Linked DNA regions of Bombyx mori: region 2 is linked to region 1. A link is a contact called in public Hi-C data. All regions are on one chromosome and are shown on one strand. Each heading gives the region's core, a stretch centred on a gene start, on an enhancer-like site or on the middle of the called end of the contact. The rest is flanking DNA. Distances are from core to core; before and after follow the strand shown. Region 1 overlaps LOC101745857 (CCR4-NOT transcription complex subunit 6). Region 2 overlaps LOC101745857 (CCR4-NOT transcription complex subunit 6).

What was found. A called contact is a pair of places that touch in the nucleus more often than the background predicts.
Region 2: a Hi-C map of whole pupa shows a contact between it and region 1, with 6 times the contacts expected there. The contact joins two enhancer-like sites. A contact is called at or near these places in 2 of 7 Hi-C or Micro-C datasets (both in whole pupa).

What each region holds. Positions count from the first base shown.
Region 1 is chr6:13,099,348-13,105,079 of ASM3026992v2, reverse strand. The region is part of intron 4 of LOC101745857 (CCR4-NOT transcription complex subunit 6); the gene reads right to left. Among protein-coding and RNA genes, the nearest start is that of LOC101740768, 15 kb to the left of the region's middle. Within about 2 kb of position 3,054, at least 5 of the 8 cell types and tissues checked have open chromatin away from gene starts, as enhancers often do.
Region 2 is chr6:13,196,696-13,202,427 of ASM3026992v2, reverse strand. The region is part of intron 4 of LOC101745857 (CCR4-NOT transcription complex subunit 6); the gene reads right to left. It overlaps LOC105843009, which reads left to right. Exons shown (of 3, transcript XM_012697838.4): 3 at 1-360. Among protein-coding and RNA genes, the nearest start is that of LOC105843009, 6.1 kb to the left of the region's middle. Within about 2 kb of position 3,512, at least 8 of the 8 cell types and tissues checked have open chromatin away from gene starts, as enhancers often do.

The DNA.
Region 1 (5,732 bases), core at 1,805-4,304:
TTTTGGAAACGTTGGTCCCTTGAGTATTTACATCTGCTCCAGCAGCGCTTTAAGTGGACGGATAGAACCAGTCCCCCTCACGTCGGTGACCTTGTGTTGGTTAAGGATGCTAACCTGCCGCCACTGCGTTGGCGTAGGGGGCGCATTGTTAATCTGTTTCCCGGTAAGGATGGGACCCCACGGTCTGCAGAGGTTCTGGTCGGGGACTCGGTTCTCAAACGAGCGGTCACAACGTTGTCCCGGCTGCCAGTTGATTAGGGACAGGTAGGGGACCTGTCCGGGCGGGTGACTGTTCGAAACCAATCCGTTAGTTTTTGAATTCTTACCACGGCAACACGGGTCGCGATTTGACGGTGCCGTCGCGACTTGACATCTGTCACTTTGTCTTGCTTCTCGAACGGGACGGTACCTGTATATTGACGGTCTACGCTAAAGTTGTGTATCATCGCTAATCCTTATCCATTCCTGCCCCATACCCTTCTCCCTAAGTGATACGGCGTGAGAAGACGAAGGCATCGGTTCCGGTGAGTGATTGCATGATATTTTGTTAAAATAGTACATACGGCGCCGCGAATCGCGGCACATGTTCGACGCGCACCTCGTGCTGGTTTCCGTAGCCCTAGGCTGCCACGAGGTCGCTGGGTTCGAATCGAACAATAATATTGTACAAACTTACAATTCCAATTAATTATAGTCAAATTTCGACTACTGCGGGACCTCTAGTATATATATAATACAAAACTTTCGAAAACATTTTTTTATACGATAGCGATAAAAGCCTGCACGCAAATCACGACGCTCGATTCATACAGAACGCGCCGCGCTATATCGTCTTTTCGCATTAAAAGTGTAGGTACAACTTCCAAAAATATTCGAAATTGAGTTAATATGAGAAATCATTTGGTATCACCAGTATTTTTCTCATAAATACTGTCAAAAGAGCGTAGTTTAGTTTTGCGCGGCGACTGAATCAAGAAATTCCGTAACGAAAATAACCTGACACCCCCACTACGCCTACTATGTAGCTCGCGTTCAACACATTCACACGTTGCGCTGGTGTAGTGTTTGTGAATGAGCGCGCGGCGTCACGTCGCAGTGCATGAGCATCATGAAAAGTCTGCCCATCTCTCTCTCACGCGGTCTAGCTTATGAGTGTGAGGGGGACAGTTAATGCTAACAGCTTTTGTTAATGTTTATAAATATAGCGTGGTCTTATTTTTATTATTGTTTTAATATTAAATTATTATTGTCTAATTGTAATTGCATAAGTTGATAAAAAATGCTTTACAATAGCTTTACCGCGGCAGTCTCCGAGTGCCACACGTCTTTTTTTTTAGTTTACCTATGTTTTGACTACTATATATTAACAAAATTAATACATAATTTTATCTTACTTTAAAAGACAGATAATGTAACTGGTAAAAACTGAAAAATATATATGTTGCAAAGATGATTAATATTAAAAATATCACATGTTAAACCACTTAAAACACTCTCGTGTAAAATTTGTAAGTTTTTTGATTATACAGTTTTAATGCTAGAATAGGCTATAGGCTCGTAACTATACTTGAGGATTTAGAACTGATATCTCAAGATGGGTGGCGCATTTACGTCGTAGATGTCTATGGACTCCAGTAACCACTTAACACCAGGTGGGCTGTGAGCTCGTCCACCCATCTAAGCAATAAAAAAGAAAGAAAAAAAAAATGGCTGTGGATTACGAAGGTAACGCGATTTCTGAGACGGAGAAAGCGCAACGCTGATTCGTTGACCCGTCATCGGTCGCGTGTTTAGACAGAATCAATTCCGACATCCACTCTCACTCTCGTACAGCATGCGTTAACGGCTGCTATATAATATCGCGTGTTATAGCCGCTGTTGCGTACAACTTATCGCGCCGAAGGGAAAGTCAATCGAACCGCGAACTGGACCGCGATTAGGATGTGCGCGTCGCAATGTTATGTCATTTTAATGATTTCGAAACTACATAATCGTATTCTCAATTCGAAAATATCATACTTTTTTTTTCCTACCTATGCTGATAGCCTTAAGAGGCTATTTCAGCTTCACCCTAACATGTGTAGGTGAGCTCACGGGGCTCAAACCGCAGTGTTGCTAGCACTGACCCTAGCAAGAGCAGTGCTTCGCAGAATCTACCATCGGATCGGAAACGCGAACCACTGAGAAGATCCGGCGAGAAACTCAGTGGGCATTTTTGTTTTGTTATTATTAGAACATGGAATACTAGTTTCAGTTGCTTGACAGTAATATCGAACGATTGGACACGCACATAATCGAACGACAACCCGTGTTTCTGGTATAAAAATCTGTGAATGAGTAAATATGCTTTCGATCGTAAATTCTCAATTTATTTCTAACTTTATAATAACAAAAGATTATTTTTTATCTAGAAGGGTCGACAAGCTCAGGGCACACTTTGAGCGAAGCGGTCACCGGAGCCCATAAGCATCAACAACGTAAATGCTGGCGGTCTCCCCCACATCGAGACATGAGTTTTAAGTTTTATTGAGTCCCCAATAGCTCTACTAGGAGGTGTTTGAATATTATCCATTCTTTCTGGGACACCCTGTATAAATGATGTAAGCAACAATATAATATTGTAAAATGTGTTTTATATACATATAGCATTATTTACATATAAATCAATTTAATAGTAAGGAACAAATTAAAATATCAGCTCATTAATCCAACACAACACAATACACAAACTGGGCTAGTTAAGAATATACTAAAGAAAAGTGTAAATAGTATGTTAAGATCTCTGAGTAAGTATAGCAAGAACAGAATTGCTTTAAAAGAATTCAGATCCACAATAGGTTCTAAATTAAAAGAGTTCGCACGCCAAGCTCCACCAATAAAACCGTATTATGGAAACGAACAGACATCAACAAAAGCATCTATTAATAAAAGATAACACAATAACGTCGATAGGTTTAGTGAACTCTTTGTTTCTCGTTATTTGAATTCACAAGACTCGTGCGTTCGATGTTTTCATTTGAATGAAACAATGTATTAGGTGTGTGTGATAACTTAAAACACGAGCCGGACGTCTGATCGGTCCGTACTTACTGGTTACATTAGAGCTGATTGTAGCTATGAATTCGTATACTGAATACAAATTTACAATAAAATTATTAAGCATCGTTGCTGTGCTTATAAATTTATATTTAAAGACAGCGTGTATGTGCGCGTGCGTCTGTGGTTATGTCTGCACTCTTGACTCGTCTGAAAGTCTACTGGTCGTAGCACGCATAGTAATTCCGGGTAGGGTAGAATCATCTTTCTGTCTATTTCTATTATGCATTTCAATACGAAAGGACAAATGTATTACAAAAAAAAAATTGACACTTGAATCTCACGTCTCAAGGCGTGTGGTGACATGCATGTGAATTCTGTAATTTCAGTAACCACTTAACAAAAGGCGCGTAGTGAGCTCGTTTACCCACATATTATGTATGTAGTAAAAATAAAAATAAAAGCTGACGTTCGACAGAAGCAACTATATATACCATACTATCAAAGACGACTACCGATTTACCTATTGACGTTAGTGGAGACGTTAGTACAAGTTAGTCGGGACCTTATCATAGGCTAAATTATGCCGTTTGTTAACAATGTAGGTAGGTATACCGACGAAAGGAAAGATCTTCCACCGAACGGGTGATATTGCTCGGTAGACAGACGCGATGGTCCAGATGTTGTAGTTCGGAACTTATCTAGAAAATGTAGTAAGCGAGATTCAGGTATTTGTCAAATATCTTGTGCTGTACGGATGGATGGCTACCGCCCCAGCATCGCAAAACTGGTTGATGTATATTCATAGTTGCCTACTGAATACTGTTAATAATTCACATGAAGCTTGCTGTTTGCTTGGGCATATTCCACAAAATGATTCATTTCAATCTAACCACTTTATTGATCTAGTGGTTCTTGGTTATGACCAATGTACCCACACCTGGTTCGGTTTCGATTTCCTGTTAGTCTCTCTCACTCTCTTCCCAGCCATTTATTCCACACGGTGGTGGGGTTAGCTTTCTACTCCTTCACTTCACTCTGTCTTCGACATCCTCGTCAGCAGCATTGTATTTCCTTTTGTCCTTCAGCACTACATCTTTCCACCTTGTCTTGGGTCTACTTCTAGGTTTCCTCCGATTTCGATTTCCTGTTAGTATATCTAAATATCTTTAGGATTCAGAGTCTGTTTGTAGTTGCTGTATCTCCTGTGTGTGTTTTCGGCACCCATTATTAGTTATAAATCTCTGAGTAAACCTATCAATTTCGGAGCCAGCCATTTATTCTAATACAAAATATTTACCTCGTACTTAATTTCCAATTATCCAATTATATATTATCCAATTATCTTTTTCGTAATATTTGACATTCCAAGGCAATCAAATTATAATTCTATTAGGGGAAAACGTGTAACCGAATTTGTGTCTGTTGCATAATGAATCAAGTCAATATTTTAATACAACTACAAGGCAATTAATTGCATTTGTTGACATAATAAAGAGAAAACATTTATAACGTTGGAAACGAGATACGAAACACCCCTTAACCCCCTCCATTACATTCGAAAGTCACCAAACGTTTTCAAGATTGCGATTTAATTGTCAACACTGGTCGATTCAAACTTTCCTTTCTGCTTCTCAATTTAATCGTTGAGAAATTATATTTCAAACGTTTTTTGTACAATCACTTGTTTTAATATGCCTGTCGACGAGAATAAAATACGCCTCGTAAACGATATTCAGATCCCAAGAGTATTTTGGGAATGTTAATGTTAAGCCGGACGCAGCACTGTAAGCCAAAACCGCCTCTAAGTTTCGATATCCGATCGCAGTATTTTTGTTAAGATTCATTTGGCAACTACATTACAGTGTTTTTGTTTATGTCGTGTTTCCGACATCTACAACGCAGTAGAATAATATTTTAGTTGAGTATAGAACTTTTAACTTTCACATCTACAAACAAGGGAACGTCATCTGTATTCAATTCATATCCATCAGTTTGGCACATTATACCTTAATGGTCATGAATCATTATGCAGAGTGGGGTGGACAGGAAAATATCACAAGATCACACGCTGAGCAGACCAAATGAAATTCCTCACAGGTTTGCCTATTCCAGAGTCCTTAATTTAGGTTTAGGATAGAGCGATATGGAAAGGTCTGCGCAAATGGATCGGAGAGAATCTAATCTAGAGAAATTATAAGAACGACTTTATTGGGGGTCGAACGTATTGTGTGCCCCCACATGAGTGGGTAGGTATTCTTATTTCTACTGCAAAACCACTATGTTTTTCATCTTGAAGGGTACGAAGTCTACATGTAATACAGTAAATACTTTGACGTCCTGTTTCAAGATCTTCTTCTCAGTCGTATGCACTCTTGGCAGAGTTGTCGTGGTCATCACTTCGGGTGGTGGTGCGCTTCACCACACGTTGCCTTTCCTCGCGTACCGCAGCCCTTCTTGTGTACTCGTTAACGGGACCGTTAAGAGCTGCCTTTATTTGGTCGGTCCATCGTAACGGTGATTTGCCGCGCGGATTTGTACCCTCTGTTATGCCCTGCACCACAAGGCGCTCAACTGAGTCGTCACCCCGCCAAGTTTCAAGGTGGATAGCGGTATTTAAGTCTGATGTCTATGGGCTCTGGTTATCATTTTATACTAAACTAGCGACCCGCCCTCGCTTCGCTTCGGAAACATTA
Region 2 (5,732 bases), core at 2,263-4,762, 97 kb before region 1:
CGCTTCGTCGTATATCGCTAAATGAATACGAATGACAACATTTTTGGTACCAAACTAATACCTGTGTTTTTATTATTTTGTTTCTGTCAATTCTAAATTACCAGTTAAATCCTAAAAAAAAATCACCCGAGCCTAGATACCTATTGTAAAAAAAAAAATTTGGAACATTTAATAAACGTATCCGACTGGGCATAGTGAAAATTATGTATGTATTTATAAATGTATTGAGTTTTAGACTTTTCGTTTTCAAACAAAAATAAATTTAATGGGGCCATAAACTGTCTGTGACCAAAACCATTCGTTCGAAACATTGTGAATATATATTAAAAAAATAAACTGTAACCAATGTCACACGTAAAATTCCTGTTAATTTTATGAGTGTGAGAGTGTGTGAGGATCAATGGATTTTTCTTATTCTTTCACGTAAAAGTCACTGGGGTTATAATGAAATCTCACAATGTATGCAGATTAGCACAGCATATAGGTATAATACTGTACGATCCAGCTACAGTAGATGATGCGCGAATAGTTTAAAGGAAATTAATCTTTTTCATAGAATTAGCGACAGTTACAGCAGAGCGGGACGAGAGTTCACGAATATACATAGCTCTGAATAGATTTGTTTGGATCCCATATTCTTTGAAAACCAATTCGCGATTATTAATTTTACTAACAATCTACCTAGTGACTACATAGGTACATAAATACGTAAAAAAAATTGGTGCCTGAGTTCGACACGTAATTGAAGATGTAACCCCAGATCGGCATGTTAATCGACAACAATAGGCATACAATTAGAATAATGAACTCCAAATGCTTGAAAAGAAACTACGAGAACGGAGAATGAAGCCTTTTAAAAGCTGCGAGATGTTTCATGTGATTTATAAGCGTGACAAACGAACTGACAATGCAACAACAACCTGTTCGGTTATATTTGTGGCCGTTATTGAAGCGAGTTTTATGAACTTTCAACGTTTTTAATGAAGTTTTTGTACGATTTTTCTGGACACGGGTCACATGGGCTTGGATCGGAAAACTTTACCGTTCGTTTCAAATGTAACCAACCACCATGTCATACCAGCTTCTTCCATTTGATTGCATAAGAAGAGGGCCGTTCGGATTGTCGATAATCCCATTCTCACGGATCGTTTGGAACCTCTGGGTCTGCGGAGGGATTTCGGTTCCCTCTGTATTTTGTACCGTATGTTCCATGGGAAGTGCTCTGAGAAATAATTCGAGGTGATACCATCATCTCGTTTTTGCCATCGCACCGCTCGCCACCGGAGTAGAATTCATCCGTACTATCTGAAGCCACTGCGGTCATCCACGGTCTTTTTTGCCGCGTACCATCCGGCTATGGAATGAGCTCCCCTCCATGGTGTTTCCCGAGCGCTATGACATGTCCTTCTTCAAACGAGGCTTGTGGAGAGTATTAAGCGGTAGGCAGCGGCTTCGCTCTGCCCCTGGCATTGCTGAAGTCCATGGGCGACGGTAATGCCGTATGCTCGTCTGCCTACAAGAGCAATAAAAAAAAATAAAAATAAAAAATAACTCTTGTGGTCAAAGCAGGCGGTGGCAATTTAAATCTCTACACAAAATCTTACTTATTTAAATCATGACAATGCAAAATTTACATTTAACTTGCACCTATTCAGAAAGCGTGTAAAAGAGTAGCGTGTTTATAAAAACCTTGACCCGATAGGGAAGCGACCGAGAAACCTCGCAGTAATTTCTAAGTAACTATTTGGATAGTGTTTCACAAGATACCTACCTGTCGACATTGTTGCATTCGCTACAACTGTGACGATTATCAAGTATGTGTAGGTACTCGTGCCGATGTATTTTCGGTAGTATTCGTGATATATTGCGGTAATTTGTTAGAGTTGATTTATTTAACGCGTAGCAGAAAACGTTCTCATAAATTATGTAAATATGTTTGCTTTTTGTCGTTCGTTGTCGCTTTCTACAACTTTTTATTAAACTTCGAATTACGAATATATTGCAAACGTAAATTATTACTGACATTAAAGCAGTTGCCATTACCAATTATTCGTAAAGATATAAAAGTTTTAGTCGAATGAATGCGAGTCGCCGAGTTTACCCCACTATAAGGGGCCCCGTTCGGATCTCAAGAATTTCCAGTCCCTTAATTACTTACCAGTCCCACATTTAACTTATTCGGGTCATTAAACAATTTGAACGGGACCGGGAGCATCGTTCTGTGAGTGGCTCTAGGTATGCGTTGCGTACCCACCCTGAAGCAGTCAGTCATACGGATAACTCATTCAAATTGGACGGGATTCATGTTGAAAGCGTTCTCTCTCTCTCTTTCTCTCTTTAAGAAATACGTTTAACAAGAATTTCGGCAGATTTGAATAACTGAGTTACTGATACTAAAGTTATTTTAGGTTCCTTTCCAATTTACACTAGCGACCTATTTATTCAGAAACTATTTACATAGGATATATGTATATATATTTTTTTGTGAATAATATATCGATACGAGCAGAGATCGGCCTTGATTTGTGGCGTAATAATATGTGGTCGGTAGTCGAGTTCGAATAAAGAAACGAGGTTACTTGGCTATTCACGTGTATCTTCTTCAAAAAATCCGTTGATCCAACGACATTGTAATTTTACGATTTCTGGTTTGTATAATTTTATTTGTACCCATTAAATTAGTTGATTTTTTTTTATTGCCTAGATATGTGGACGAGCTCACAGCCCACCTGGTGTTAAGTGGTTACTGGAACCCATAGACATCTACAACGCAAATGCGCCACACACCCTGAGACATAAGTTCTAAGGTCTCAGTATAGTTACAACGGCTGCCGCACCCTTCAAACCGAAACGCATTACCTACTGATTCACGGCAGAAATAGGCGGGGTGGTGTGGTACCTACCCGTGCGGACTCACAAGAGGTCCTAACACCAGTAATTGAACGATTGTCAAGTACGTATTTCATTAGAAAAATTGGTACCCGCCTGCGGGATTCGAACACCGTTGCATCGCTCAACACGAATGCACCGGACGTCTTATCCTTTAAGCCACTACGACTTCGACATAAACCAGTATCATAAAAGCTTGTTCTAAGCAATTATGAAAGTCAAACATTAGGTCAACAATTTTCATTACTAATTACTTCATAAAAAAAAACAAAAAAAGAAAAAAACGTGTAATTGACCGACTATTTAATTTACGAAACCAGAGCAATTACGTGCTAATAAAGAGAATTGCTCGTTGCGCATAAATACCACTTTAAATGTCGCTGTAATAGACAAGAGGTACCGAGTAGTAATATTTCCGTTGGGGGTCATATCTCGACGAAATCTACAACAATCCGGTCGGCGGCAGCAGCGGGACACACCCAGTCTCCGGGGTACGAACGAACCGTCAACGCGCACGATATTCATTAAACTCACAAACAACCATTACTCGTAAATGTCACGACGTATACGAGAAGAGTATGCGACGTAATGAAAAAAAAAAAAAAAAACGAGGCTTAACATCCGAGTAATGTTGTTTATCGTGAAGTCGCCCACGCACGATACCATCGCGCGACCGTTCTCACAATGGGCTCAGAAATTGGGCCTTTACAACCACGTATTTTACATTGAAGCAATTTGTTTTAGGTTCTTAATCTTAAAGAGCGATGTAATCGCGAAAAAGAACTGTTTATATAACGAATCGTCGGGACTAAATTAGACTCTCAGACTTTTGAGCTCCTCTATAATAGGTTCAATAGTTCATTTGCTTTAAGATTAAAAGCGGCTCAGTGAATACAAAATGCGTAACTATAATTAATGAAATGCCATATAGGATAATACCGCACTTTGCAAGACTCCCCCGAATGCTTAATTGTCCTCATTCTATCATCGTGTCACGCTTTAGTATCTCTCATCATTATAACTAAAACGTCAGGTCTTAATAGGATAATTTGTCGTTATTATTTTTATGACGACGTACGATAGGCGGAGCGGAGTCGTCTATCATAATTTATGAGTCAGCACTATGTGTTGTTTGTACAATGTCGGACAATAGTCATTTAGCTCACGGACCATAAACCTTTAGCGCGAGACGTTCCGTTGACGAATGGAATGAATTTGAATAGCGCTTCGGTCGGGTGATGTGACAATTTCATTGCACTTTAGTCGTCACTCGAGCCAGACCGGGCTATTCAATCTAACATGGAGCGATTAACGCGGCAGAGATTCACGCGGCCGGTATTAAGGCCAAAAGGGATTACGTTAACGAGCTCATAATAGGATTACGTTCAGTACGTGGCCCAGTTTAGACGGCGCACCGTTATACTAAACCCACGCCAGCGCACTATGACAGTATAATGATTGTGTGTTCGATATTCTACCTGCATATTGGCACACGTTACTAGTTGTCCGGATACCTATCACTCTCGTTATAATTAGAATTGTCCGAGTCGTGACTTACTAGCTAGACAGTACAGCAGGCGTTTATCAATATCGGTGTAACATCACAAGGCGATAGCTTCGAACAATTGTTATGACAAATTGTGAATTACAACAATTAACGATGCACATCACGCTGTGTGTCTGAATGTACCGAATCATGGTGCGCATACCGTTTCACTATGGGCCGTGACTCACGAATAAGAGCTCCGTCGAGATCGTAATTAACGTTGGAACTATATCGTGTACACCCACACATCCCTAACCGTTGCTAGGATAGAACAACAAAAGCATCGCGAGACCCGTTAATTTAATCACAACGATTAATCGAGGTCAATCATCAACTATGACCTGAAGTAGTCCAGTGCAAAGTCTAAGAACACAATAATAGTGCTGCGTAAGTGATCTGACGCAGCGTATGCTCACACTGCGGTACGGATTCGTATGCACAAATGCATACATCGCAAAAATGCTTCGTATGTAAGCTCGTAAATAATGAAGATACCATCGGAGTTGTCATGTTCAGCTTTACTTTTATTAAGTTATACGTCACTTTAAGATGCAGCAGTCATTCAAGATTAAGTGATCAAGATGACAGTATAACATTCCTTCTACATTGTGACGGTCGGCGTAAAAAACTCTCAACGAACTTATAAATTCAATTAAACTTTTTTTTTGGTTAGATGGGCGGACGAGCTCACAGCCCACCTGGTGATAAGTGGTTACTGGAGCCCATAGACATCTACAACGTAAATGCGCAACCCACCTTGAGATATAAGTATAGTCACAACGGCTGCCCCACCCTTCAAACCGAAACGTATTACTGCTTCACGACAGAAATAGGCGGGGTGGTGGTACCTACCCGCGCGGACTGTCAAGAGGTCCTACCACCAGTAATTACGCAAATTATTTTAACACAATGAATCTAGAAGTGAAACTTAGTAAGTTACCGACGAAGGTAGCGACTTCGTAAGTTCACTCACCAGAAAGTTGCCCGTTTGCTCGTCAGACCCGAAATACCAAGATTAAAATTCAAAGAAAATAATAAAACGAACATGTTTTTAATACGCTTTTATTAGCTTCAGACGTATGTATGTTTGTAACGGAATCTTTGAACATGGATTTTGACCCCCTTCAAAATGTAGGATTAACTCGAAATTTGGTATACGTATTAAGAACCGATGACAACTCAGTATTAAAAAAAAAAATTGAAAATAAAACCTGAACTAATTGAAATTTAACTAAAAAATGAAAAATAAATAATAGTTTAAAAAAAACTAACAAAATCCAACTAAAAAATAAATATT